Regions from separate parts of the Sus scrofa genome. Here region 1 is linked to region 2. Evidence: chromatin contacts called from public promoter capture Hi-C data. All regions are on one chromosome and are shown on one strand. The core of a region is the stretch at or near the end of the contact, and the rest is flanking DNA. Distances in the headings are between cores, read along the strand shown. Region 1 holds the start of IER2 (immediate early response gene 2 protein). Region 2 has its middle 9.6 kb from the start of MIR181C.

The links. Promoter capture Hi-C pulls out the DNA fragments that hold promoters and counts their contacts.
Region 1: a contact with region 2 is called in a promoter capture Hi-C map of fetal liver, with 2.3 times the contacts expected there. The contact joins the promoter of IER2 here to the enhancer-like site in region 2. A contact is called at or near these places in 1 of 5 promoter capture datasets (fetal liver), 9 of 47 Hi-C or Micro-C datasets (alveolar macrophages, embryonic fibroblasts, heart right ventricle and 6 more) and 2 of 2 datasets of contacts at active chromatin or transcription factors (alveolar macrophages and skeletal muscle).

What each region holds. Positions count from the first base shown.
Region 1 is chr2:65,910,599-65,917,058 of Sscrofa11.1, reverse strand. IER2 (immediate early response gene 2 protein) reads left to right here and starts at 4,568. Exons shown (of 1, transcript XM_003123342.4): 1 at 4,568-6,460. The coding sequence starts at 5,774. The coding sequence ends at 6,439. STX10 (syntaxin-10) reads right to left here and starts at 2,927. Exons shown (of 8, transcript XM_003480777.4): 1 at 2,749-2,927; 2 at 2,340-2,509; 3 at 2,070-2,164; 4 at 1,932-1,994; 5 at 838-945; 6 at 637-743; 7 at 467-561; 8 at 1-364. The coding sequence starts at 2,783. The coding sequence ends at 288.
Region 2 is chr2:65,286,381-65,292,900 of Sscrofa11.1, reverse strand. No RefSeq gene overlaps it. Among named protein-coding and RNA genes, the nearest start is that of MIR181C, 9.6 kb to the right of the region's middle. Within about 2 kb of position 4,645, at least 48 of the 83 cell types and tissues checked have an H3K27ac peak or open chromatin away from gene starts, as enhancers often do. A contact at or near this core is called in alveolar macrophages, embryonic fibroblasts, fetal liver and 6 more, where this site is marked.

The DNA.
Region 1 (6,460 bases), core at 3,319-5,818, 620 kb before region 2:
GATTTTATTTCCAAGTTGGCACATGTAGAAGGCACAGGGGCAAATAGATGGCTTTGGGGCACAGGAAGTAGAAATGGGAAGGGGTGTGTCCAAGGTCCCCCTACCTCCACCACCTTCTAAGCACACTTGAGACAGGACCAGAGGTGGGTGCTCTGGCCAGGGCCCTGAGGTCCTATTGGCTCTGGATGAGAGCCTTGAGACAGCTCCCCAGGCATGACCCTCTCCCCCCAGGATGGGCAGGGCCCTGCCGGCGCCCCCAGCTCCAAGGCCCTGGGGGAGGACCAGGATCAGAGAGAGAAGAACAGGATGAGGACCAGGAGAAGCACCCCCAGCAGCACCACAATGGCACACCACTGTCGGCGGTCTGGGGGCAAGAGGGTCAGAGTTCACAGAGGTGAGGCAGTCCTACCCACAACCCACTCCCCCCCTCATCCCACTGCCAAATCGCTTCTCCCAGGGGACTCACCACTGGTCATGTGGGATACTTTGGCCATCTTCCTGAGGACGCCATCCATCCGGGACTGGGTGTGGTCCATCTCATGAGCAAAGGCGTCCAGCATACTGCCGAGATCAGGAGGGCATCAGCCCCTGGAAGGGCTGAGGGCTCCTGGCCCACCCCCAGGGTCACGGCCTCACATGCCCTGCTCGTCCAGCTCCTCCCCAACTCGGCCAGACATGTGTTTCAGAACCCGGATGCTCCCAGACACCATTTCCAGCTGTTGATCCTGTTGGTCCATGATCAGCTGTAGATGGGAGGGGTGGGGACTGCTGTAGGTGGGGAGCCCTGAGCCTGCTGCAGATTCCTCCAGCCCAGCACCTCCAGCCACCCACACAAACCTGCTGTGTAGCCTGCTGCTCTTCAATGTAGCGAGAGGTGGCCGACACCACACTGGCGTCCAGCAAGTCGCTGGATGATTTCAGGGTGGCTGGCTTGCCCGTTAACATCTGTGGGGGCCCAGACCACAGGCTCAGGGAGCGACACCCACTCACGGCAGAGACAGACAAGATTTGTGGCAAATCTAGACAATGGTTAGTCAAGAAGGCAGTTTCTGGAATGGAATGGTGTGGGTTCCTCAGAGCCACCACTTACAGCAAGGTGACCCCAAGACCCTATCACTTGACTTCCCTGTGACTCAGTTTCCTCATCTGTAAGATGAGAAGAGTTGTAATTCCTGTTTCCTCAGGCTGCAATGAGGACTTAATAAATTAAATCCATGGAGAACATATATTATCACATAGACACATGTATTTAAGAAACTGAACTTAAATCCTCGGAGCAGCAGCACACCTGCAAAGCATGTGGACCCTGCTATAGGACTCCAGGCTCTTGAGGCTTCAGCCCCCTACCCCACCCCGCCCCACACCCCATGTGGGTTTAAAGGGTGAGGCTGGTGTTTCACAACATGCAGAGAAAGAACACACAACACAATGGGCAAAGGTGTACAGACAGAGACAGCAGGGAGAATGTGCACAAAACGTATGAGTGAACACACACCCGGGGCAAACACCCACAGAGGGAAATGGTGTGCATGCACAAGGCAGATGGTGAGTCCCCTTGGAGGCCAAGTTCACATGCTCAGAGAGGTCAGGTACAAACACAGATTAAAAGAAAAAAAAGGTAAGCATGTATCTTGAAAACAGTAACACAGTGAAAAAAGGAGAGGCCACCATTCACACACAGGAAAACAGTATAGACCGGTAGGAGAAGGCAGAAAGGATTATATACAGAGAAGAGAGCTCAGGTGTACACATCCAGAAAGAGCAGGCAGGTAGACAACTGCACACAGAGAAGATGAGCCGTGATGCAGAAGGGACAGACATACACATACACAGGAAACTGGTGAATGCACATGGACGCTTCAGGCTTGCATTCCAAGGAGAGGGTCACCTCTAGGGACAGAGGGTAAGGATGTTGGGTCAGGACTCCTTACCTCTCTATTATTCTTCTCCATGAAGGCTATGGCTGCGGGGCTGACCATATGGTCTTTCATTTCCTACGGATGAGGACAGCATCTGAATAAAGACACCACTACCTCCCCACAGTCACCCCCACGGCAAACTCTCTTCACCTGGACTGCTTCCCGCATCCTCTCCACAAACGCCTTTCTCTCCTGCAGGTCTCCGGCTGGGAGCTTGAACTTGCCTGGGTTGGCTTCCACAATGCGTAAGCCTCGATTAAAGAGTCAAGGCCAGACCAGGACAGAACACCCTCCTTTGCCTCAAAGCCCTCAATCGACATCTCCTAAGTGTCCAGCCTCCCCAAGGGCTGGCTCCCAGAGCCCCCTGCCACTGCAATGGGCTCTGCCATGCAGCCCTCCAGCCTCCCCCGCCCAGGATATCGATGGTCTCCTCCAGGTCCTCGAGGTCCCACTCGATGCTGCGCAAGCCATTCCTCAGCTCATTGGTCGTCCAGTCCAGCTCCTCGCGTCCCACCGCCGCGCCCTCCTGCAAGAGCTCGCACCACCGCTGGTATAGCCCACGGGCTGTGTTCACCGCCTTCTGCACCTCGCTGCAGGCAGGGGCACAGCGGGCACAGCTGGGGGCAGGCAGTCTTCCTGCCCATACTGCGCACCCAAACGAATTGGGGGCTCACGAGACCCTCATATCCCCCTGTGTACCCCTCCCACACGGCCACGGGGCAATCCCGACGGTGGTGCCCAGAATACCTGGCACGCTCCGGCTGGCACCCGGGCACTGGCTGGCAGGGGGACAGGACACCCTCTGCCCTCCCCCTTCGCTGTCACTCACCCTCGTACTACAAAAAACGGATCTTCGAGAGACATATCACGCCTCCCACCCGCCCGAGGCCGAGCCCCCTCCCCTCTCGGCCTTGGACGCAGGTTCCCTCCAAGCAATGCAGAACTCGCCGTCACCCACCCGCCCGCTCCCGTCACGTGACCCAGGCCACCAACGAGAGCGGAGCCACAAGGGGAGAAAGAGAGGCCTTAGAGGCCCGAAGTGTGGAAATTTCCGCTCTCTCTTCGGCCATCTTGGTTGTGGGCGGAAACGGCTTCCTGCCCGTACCTATTCCTCTTCGCATCTTGGTCCACAGATGTGTCAGTTCTGTCTGGCTGGGTTCGAGTCAGAGCTCCCTACGCCTTGGTTGAAGACCCAGGCCTTCGGATTGTTGCTGCGCAACCATGGTTTCCCTTCTGGGCAATATAAATAACAATAGTCTCCTTCAAATCCGGTCAGATTATGGCTGGGGAAGTGGCTCCTTCAATTAGTAGATCATCTTTATGATGCTCCTGCACCTAGATCCTGTCCTGGAAGATGGTTCCAGCCCAGGGTCAGGTGTGACAGGTTTGGGGAGCAGTATGGGGATGGGTGGTCTCTCCACCTTCCCGCGGGGCCAGGGTGAACTGCAGGCATTCTGTGACGAGTTCTGTTTGATTTACCCCTCCTCTTTTTTTCCTGCGGAGGAGGGAAGCATCCCGGGGCAGGATGGCCCTGGATGGGGGCCCTGGAAATGCTTCTGGAGGGTAGGATCTTTCTGGGTGCGACCTGGGGGTCGTGGGAGGGAGTGTGGTGGGGGCAACTCTGAAGATAGCCTGCAATGAAGTCCTTTGCGCGTGGAGTGGGACCAGGGAATGTCTGGAGAGGGACTCAGGGTGGCCGCCTGTGCGACAGAACCTTTATGTGTGGGGTCTCCGAGAAAGCATTTTTTTTTTATTGGTGGGGGGGACCGTTGCCCGAGTGGGGTCCTGATTCTTGGAGCGGGCTATCTTAAGAAACCCTCAGAAGGTCGCCCCTGTTGTGTGTCAGAGACAGCGCCTGGGCGGGGGATGTCGTTGTGGAGTTTCGTGGGATTGGGAGTGTGGGGGAGCGGGGATGAGGACGTTCTCAGCGAGTAATATATGGCAGGATCGCTGAATGGGAGCGGTTTTGGGAGAAGTCTTTTAGAAGAGAGAATAATTGACCCCCCCATGTGTCAGAGTTGGAGATGGGGGACCTGAGCGTGATCCAGAGGTGCAAAGGAGGATCACTTTAAGGGGAGGGGCAGGATCTCCATGGAGGGGACCAGAATGAGAGTCCTCAGGGAGTAGCTGCTTGAGTTGGCAAGGTCTTTGTGTAGATCTCTGGGATACGGCGTCAGAGTGAACAGTGAGGTAGCCCCTACACGCCAGCAGGGGCTTTTCTGGAGGGGCGTCACATCTTCCCGGTCTCCGGAGGGAAGGAAGCGAAACTTTCTCCTTCCTCTCTGTGGGCCGGGCTGAACGCCGCTCCGGAAACCGGGGGCTCCAGCCAGCCCTAGCTGCCGGGAGAGAAAGAGCGGAGGGGGCGTGTCCGGAGGCTAAGGCACCACCCCCGCCCGGAAGAAGCCCGTGGCTGTCCCGTATCGAGATCCGGGTTCCTGTCCTTATATGGGCAGCCGGAAGCGGCTCACGCGCACGCTCTACGTCATTACTTCCAAATTTAGTGGTGGAAGTCTAGCAGATCTCTTGGCGGGAAGGCTCGCGCAAGAGTTGGGGGCGGTGGAGCCTTCCCTTAAAGGGCCCGCACCACGAATGAATGGAACTATTCGAACCGTATTGCTTTTTTTTTTTTTTTTTTTTTTTCCTGAGTAACTGGAATTAGGTTTCCTTGGAACTGTAGTGCGAAGCGGAAGGTGGGGCGGCTGTTTTCTATCTGCTCTATTTCTGAGTTGTTCAGTTTTCAGCTTCTACCCCAACTCCGCCTCCTGGGGAGCAGAGGCGGAGCACCGCTGCGTCGTTTGGGGGGCCACAGCCACGTGCTCACTCGGGTTGTGTTGCGGCTGGGTACTCCGCCTTACGAGTTCCACGCCCACGGTGGATTTCGTGCCTAGGGAAACAGACGAAGTGGGAGGGTGATTCTTGCGGAGCGCAGAGATGGCAGCCTGGACTGCACTTGTGTCTGCAGACATCCGCCGCCCGTGGAGTGGGCATCTTTGCTCTAAGGCAACGCAACCAGCGTGTCCCGCCTTCTTACCGCTTCCATACGGAGGGGAATGGAGAGGGCTGGAGGCCCAAACGGTCTCGTTTCACCGCAGTAGCCCATTTATTTGTTTAGCAAATATTGGACGAATCACTCTTGTCTAGGTTTCCCCACCTGAAGAAATCAGATATAACTACCCTCCGCGGAGTGGAGGTGAGAGATCAATAACATATTTATGAAAGGAAAGACTTTAGCGCGTGGCACATAGTAAGTGCTTAATAAATGTTGCTAGCATCGTTATTAACAACAAAAAAACGTTAATTAAGAGACTGGTAGATGCTAGGCACTGTTCCCACGGGGGATGTACCGGCTGGAACCCGGGTCTTCCCAGGTGCGAAAGGAAACTTACAAGCTAAGGCCAGCTCGCTGGGCTCTACAGACGCAACCCGTGGGTCGGCCCTGAGCCCCACCTACGGCCCCCCTACACTGGGCCTGCGCAAGGATGCACTGGGGCCACTGAGAAAGGATACCGCCGGGAGAGGTCAGCTTGGACTGGGGAACGCTCACCCTCTACAAGTTCGGGTCCCTTTTCATCTCAGGGTAAATCCCACCCTGTCCCTTTAAGGAGTCTCTAGCCCCGCTGCGCTGCGGAAAGCCCGGATGCGGCTCTCTGATTGGGCGGGGCGTCTCCGTGACATCACACTGGGTACAAAAGGGCCCGGGTGGCGGGCGGCCGGGCAGAGCGTCCTACTAGTCTCTCAGTGTGGGTATCTCCGCAGAGAGAGGCGTGAACGAACGCATAGTCTGGAGTGCACCTGCCACCTCCCCTGCCCAGCCCAGAGTCCCCGCCAAACCTCGGTCCCGCCGTCGAGTCGTCATGGAAGTGCAGAAAGAGGCGCAACGCATTATGACCCTGTCCGTTTGGAAGATGTACCATTCGCGCATGCAGCGCGGTGGCCTACGGTTGCACCGGAGTCTGCAGCTGTCGCTGGTCATGCGTAGCGCCCGGGAGCTCTACCTTTCGGCAAAGGTGGAAGCCCACGAGCCTGAGGTGCCCTTGCCACCCGCCCGCTCCCCTGATCCTCGCCTACACCCACCGCGAGAAGCGGAAGCCGCAGCCAATGCAGCGCTCCCCGACGGTGAGCCTCCCTCTCCGGAACCCATGGACACGCAGGAGGCGCCGAGAATCGAGGAGACCCCTGCCCCCTGTGCCCCGCGCCCTGCCAAAGTCAGCCGCAAGCGGCGAAGCAGCAGCCTGAGCGACGGTGGGGACGCCGCACTGGTCCCGAGTAAGAAAGCCCGTCTAGAAGAAGAGGAGGAAGGGGCCCCTTCGGAGGTCCTCAATCGCCTGCAGCCCCCTCCGGCGCAAACGGAGGGCGCCTTCCCCAATTTGGCGCGTGTCCTGCAGAGGCGCTTCTCCGGCCTCCTGAACTGCAGCCCCGCCGCCCCGCCGACGGCGCCGCCGGCGTGCGAGGCGAAGCCGGCTTGCCGCCCGGCTGATAACATGCTGAACGTGCTGGTGCGGGCCGTGGTGGCCTTCTGAGGGCCCTCGAGCGGCGCTACC
Region 2 (6,520 bases), core at 3,396-5,895:
GATCCCGCGTTGCTGTGGCTCTGGCGTAGGCTAGTGGCTACAGCTCCGATTGGACCCCTAGCCTGGGAACCTCCATATGCCGCGGGAGCGGCCCAAAGAAATAGCAAAAAGACAAAAGAAAAAAAAAGAAAGAAAGAAAGAAAGAAATTCAGTAGCCATAAGCGGTCACTCCCCCATCCTCCCCTAGTCCCTGGTACCTTTCAACTACTTTCTGTCTCCATGTGTGAAGGGACTGGTACAATGCGACTTGTGACTGGCTTCATTCACTTTTCAAGATGCATACATGTTATGGCACGTCTCACTACTTCATTCCTTTTTATTGCCAAATCGTACATGGTACGGATATGCCACATTTTTTCAAATCCATTCATCAGTTAATGGACACTTGGGTGTTTTTCACTCTTCAGCTAACATGAATAAAGCTGCTCTGAACAATTCATGTACGAGTTTTTGTGTGGGAAATCGAATAATACAGACAGGATTCTATAGGGCTGGGATTATGGAGATACTAGTGAGGTGAATCATATGAGGGCAAAAGCAGGTCCTGTCTAGATCTGTGCTTTCCCAATGAGGTTGCCACTTGTCACTTGGCTCTTGAGTGCCTGAAATGTGGCTAGTCCAACTCGAGAGGTGTTGTCAAACTAAATTTTATTTTTGACCACGATGGCAGCATGAGGAATTTCCCAGACCAGGGATCAAACCCGAGCCACAGCAGCGACTGGAGCCATGGCAGTGACAACACTGGATCCTTAAGTTGCTGAGCCACCAGGGAACACCCAGAACTAAATTTTTTTCGAAGAATGGAAAGTATCTCATTGAGAATTTTTGAAATCTGGATGGCATGTTAAAAGAATGCTATGTCTTGGTTCAGTTGCATATATTATCAACTTGCAATTCACCTGTTTCATTTTACTTTTCGTACTAGGGCTAATAGATTTTTTTTTTCCTTCACTTTTTAGGGTTGCCGGTGCAGCATATGGAAGTTCCCAGGAGGCTAGGGGTTGAATTAGAGATGCAGCTGCCAGTCTACACCACAGCCACAGCAACACAAGATCCGAGCCACATCTGTGACCTACACCACAGCTCACAACAATGCTGGATCCTTAACCCACTGAGCAAAGCCAGGGATCGAACCTGCATCTTCACGGATATTAGGTTTGTTTCCACTAAGCCACAATGGGAACTCCCACTTTCTTTCCCTTTTTTTTCTTTTTTTTTTTAGAAATTTTTAAAGTGACACATGGGGAGTTCCTGTTGTAGCTCAGCAGTAATGAATCTGACTGGTATCCATGAGGATGTGGGTTCAACCCCTGGCCTTGCTTAGTGGGTTGAGGATCCGGCGTTGCTGTGAGCTGTGGTGTAGGTGGCAGACACGGCTCGAATCCCCTGTTGCCGTGGCTGTCCTGTAGGCTGGCGGCCAGGGAACTTCCATATGCCACAGGTGCAGCCCTAAAAAGCTTAAAAAAAAAAAAAAAAAAAAAAAAAAAAAGACACATGTGGCAGCTCACGTTTTGGCTCATGGTTTATTTTATGATACTCCTGTTGGAGAGCGCCTCGCTTGGCTCCCTGCCTCTGTTTCCTTCCTTAGCATTTAATTCTCCAGGGGTTGCCTGATCGCACCATTGACAAGTTGCTGAGTCAGGCCAATTTCCCCAGTCACTGCTGTCCTTGACCTCTATATAGAATCTGTCACCTTTACCACTCCCTCCTTGGCCACAGGACACTACATTTTTCTGACGGCCCTCCTCCATCTTTGTGCACTGCTTCTCAGATGCTCTGTTCCCCGGGCCCAGCTTTGGTCACCACATATGGATGACTTCTCCCCATCCCTGAGTATCTCCTCCTGGGTAGCCCACAGGTGCCTCTAACTCAACCTACCCACCCTTCCTCCTTGGTTCCTCGGCTCCCACACTTGGTCTACCTCGGGGACCTGTCCACCCAGCTTCCTGAAACTGCCCATTTCCACCTGTCCCCTGGGCCTCTGTCCCAACCCAAGCCAACGGATAGCCATACTGGTCTCCCCACTGGCCCTCTGTGTCCACCCTTGTCCTGGTTGATTCAGGCCGTGGTTGCACACTGTACACATTTGTCAAAACTCATAGACCTGTATAAAGGTTGAATTGTCCTCTCTGTAAATGATACCTCAATAAACCTAACTAAAAATAAAAACCTGGAGTTTCCGTTGTGGCTCAGTGGGTTAAGAACCCGACTAGTATCCATGAGGATGTGGGTTTGATCCCTGGCCTTGCTTGATGGGTTAAATATCCAGTGCTGCTGCAAGCTGTGGCATAGGTTGCAGAAGCAGCTTGGATCCTGCATTGCTGTGGCGGTGGTACAGGCCAGCAGCTGTAGCTCTGATTCAACCCCTAGCCTAGGAACTTCCATGAGCTGCAGGTGCAGCCCTAAAAAAGAAAAATAAATAAAAATAAAAATACCCCACCCCCCCAAATCCTCCTGTCCTACTTATATCTAAACTCACTGGTCGTCAAGGCCCTTCATGACCTCACCTCCTCCACACCTTCCCTATACTCCCTTGTACTTCTGGCTTTCGGCACTGAAAACTCTTCACTGCAACCAGCTAACTAAGTGACTGTCCACCATGCCAGATAGTGGCAGGCAGGTGCCACATCTTTGTTGTTCCCCCAATGTGCCAGGAACATGGTAATTATCCATATGTCCATAGAACAGTCTAAGACTTTGCTGTCAGTGCTCCAGTGGTGATCAAGACAGAGCTTCCTGCCCTGAAGGAGCTGACATGTGACTACAGGGGTCAGACAAGAAACAAGAATATGCAGTAAAACATACAGTGTGTTCAAAGGTGATAGGGTGATGAAAAAAATAGAGCAGGATAAAGCAATGGGGTAAGAATTTAAATAAGGGGAACAAGGAAGGTTTCACTGAAGAGGGGATATTTAAGCAGAGACCTGAAGGAGGTAAAGGAGGTGGTCATGCAGGTGTCTGGGGAAGAGAGGCCTTGGCAGAGGGGACGGGCTGTGCAAAGGCCCTGAGGCTGGACCACGTCTGGTGTGTCTGAGGAAAAGTGAGGAGGCCCATGTGACTGAGCAGAGGAAGCCAGGGAGGGAGTGGGGGAGAGGCAGGGAGGGGACAGGATAGAGTGTGCAGGGTCTAGGGGAGGACTTGGGGTTTTGGTGTGAATGAAATGGAAACCATGGAGGGTTCTGAGCAGAGGAGGGACATGGCAGGCCCAAGGTGTTCACAGTTGCCCTTCCTTGGGCTGTAGTGGAACAGACTGTGTGAGGTGGGGGCAGGGAGAGCATGGAGGTGGCAATGTCCTAGGTCCAGGAGAGACACGATGAGGGCCGGACCTGGGTGGGGGCTTCTGGAGAAGGTAGGATCCTAGGTGCTGTTTAGAGAGGACAGTAACTGAATTTGTTAACAGATCGCATTTGTTTGTTCGTTTGTTTGTCTTTTGTCTTTTTAACGCTGTACCCGTGGCATATGGAGGTTCCCAGGCTAGGGGTCTAATCAGAGCTAGAGCTGCCAGCCTGTGCCACAGCCACAGCAATGCCAGATCTGAGCCATGTCTGCGACCTACACCACAGCTCACGGCAGCACTGGATCCCCAACTCACTGAGCGAGGCCAGAGATCGAACCCACAACCTCATGGTTCCTAGTCGCATTCATTTCTGCTGCACCAAGACATGAACTCCAGATTGCATTTGGTAGGACAGGTTTTGGCCCAAGCTGGAAGAACGCAGTTGCCATTTCCGGAGACGGGGAAGATGTCTGGAGAAGCTGGTTTGTGGTTGAGGGAACAAGCTCCCAGCCCAGGGCCTCGTTTGGACCTGGAGCGTTCCTGCCCAGACTCCGGTTGGGTGCGGAGGAAGGTGTCCTCCTAGCCTGGGCCTTGCCTTCTCGAACTTTCCTCTTGGCTGACTGCTGGGTGTGCCAGCTACACACACATCTGGGCACACACGGGCACCGCCCAAGACCCCACTGCAGGGCATCCCCCTTCCCATGGCCACAGCCTTGGCAGGGGTGGTCCCTGGGGGTTGGGGCTTGGGGGGTTGACGGAGCTGAGAAGGGCCTTCTTGTTGACACACCCACCAGGCCTACATCTGGTCCTGGAGGAGACCCCCAAGGGGACACGAGGTGACATGGGGTAGGAAATCTCTCAGGGGGTAGGTTCAGGAAGGGCTGCTGCTGAGTCACAGCCCTGGGTCCCCTATGAGTCAGCACTGGCAGGGGCCCCAGGAACTGGGGGCTGGGGTGGGGTGGGGAGGACAGTTCCCACGCCAGAAGGAACCAGGAGGTTTGGGCACTGGGGCTTCCCCCACTGCCCCTCCCATCCTGTGCTGGACTCCAGGGGATATTCAAAGGACTTTAGGGTGAGGGTGGGACTGACCACTGGGCTGGGATCCAGGAATCCTCTCTCCTGGTCTGACCCAGTTCAGGAATGCAGAGGCTGCCCGCCCAGCCTGTGTTGCCGCAAGTAGAGCTAGACATTAAGAGGGATCACGTGCCAGTGAGGCATTGCTAGGGACCTGAGTTCTAGGGGGCTTTATTCAAGAAACGCCTCCTTTCTTCTGGGGCCCCTGCATTTTTGGGGCCTCATAAGCTGGGGGTTGGGAAGGGCTGAGAGAAAGAGGAACCGAGAGCCAGCCTGCGCGAATAGGGGAGGGCTCTGGTGTCTGCTGCCCCCTGCTGCTGGATGCGGGAAGCTCAGCAGGCCGGAAGGCTGGCTGGAGGGCTTCAAGATAATCCTGAAAGGAAGATGGGTTAAGGCCGGGCCACAGGATCCCAGCTCTGCAGCCTACAGGCTGTGCCTCCCTGGGCAAGAGTCAGCTCCTCTCTGGGCTTCAGCTACCCATCTGTGAAAATTACAATATCCACTTCATTGGTTTGCTGGGAAGAGTCTGAGATGATTTGAGTGGAATGAATAAATGTATATTCCAAAGACATCCCCTCCTGCTTTTCAGTTAGAAGGGGGAGGATACACAAAAGACACCAACAAAGCTGTCCCCACCCACGGAGGCACAATTACTATTTACTCTCATCCTCTTCCTTACATGCCCCTCCCCTCCAGGGAATCACCATCCCAGTGGGAGAAGTCAGGTGTAGAGTAGGGTTGAACCCCCACCCTCCTAGGCCAGTTGGAGCTTGGCTTTCTGGGCAGAAATCTAAAGGAAGTGGGGAAGGTATGGGAAAGGGAGACTTGGAGAAAGGAGAAACTGAGGCAGGACAGTGGTGAGGGGACCAGAATTGAGGGACATGACCAGGTGGAGAAGGACCATGGCCCCACAAGGGTTAAAGCCTGGGCTTAAGGGGGCGGGGGGAGCTCGAGGGTTTCCTTTACCCTCTCCAGGACTGGAGTGGGGGGTAGATCAATAAATAGAATGAGAAATCTGTCAGCTCAGTCCTGGCCAATGGGAGCCACATGGCACCACAGTCTGCCCTGAGGTGACCTCCTTCCACCAGCCACGGTGGCTACAACAAGCAGGGGCTGTTGTAGGGAAGCATATGGGGGGATCTGTGTGCAGATCCCTGGAGGAATCCTCAGCCAAGGTACTTTCCTACTGTGCATGCCCAGGTACCTGGGTGTGTGTGTGGGAGGGGGCTCTGTGTAAGCATCTCCAGGAGATCAGGAGAACCCCAACCGTTGTACAACTTTTGAGTCCACCTGCTTTATGTGACCTGTGTACCTGGTCTGAGTGTGTGCCTATACCAGCTGGTACTAGGTACACACATCCTCAAGTGTCCCTGTATTTCGTGTGTCCTTATGGAGCCCTGTGGCCCCAGGGCCCTGTGCTAGGGGGTTGCAGGTGTGTGTTGGTTCTATGAATTCCGGTGTGACTCTGCACTTTGTACATGAGTGATTGTGCATATGTTTGAGTGTCTGTGAACTTTGCGTGTCTGTGTGTGCCTCTGAGACCACATACCTGACATGTCTCTAGGGGTGTGTTTCTGTTCTGTGTATATATCCATGTGTTGTGTCTGTGTATCTGTGTGTGTTGAGCTCTTGTGCATCAGGGTGATCCCATGGCTGTGCACCTGATGAGTGGGGGGGGTATGTTGGTTCTATGTTTACACCTGTATGTCTGTATACCTTGTGTATGCCCCTGGGGCTTGTGCGTGTGTCAATATTTTTTGTGTGTTCCCTTGGGATTCTCTATGTACTATATTTCAGTTCTGAGGACTTCCTCCTATCCCTCGGATGTGGTGTGTTATCTTGCATGTGTCCGTGTGGCCTTTGGTGTCCCTGCCTTTATAGCTGGGTTTTAAGGACATCCTGGTGTGGCTGGTGCCTCTGCCTGTCTTACTATTCCCTCCCTTGGGTTTGTGTCTGGAAGACCCCTGCACACCCTTCCCTGTGTTTGTGGTTCGCATGCCTTTGTGCGCGTGTGCTCCCCCGTGCGCCTTTGAGGTCTGCGTGCATCTGGGTTCCAGCGTGCGCCCGCTCGAGCCCCCGTGTCCCCGTGTCCCCTGTGCGGGGGCCCGGGAGCTGCGTCCTGGAGCCCTATGGGCATCCCTGCTTTCGTTCCCCTGAGCCTGGCAGGAG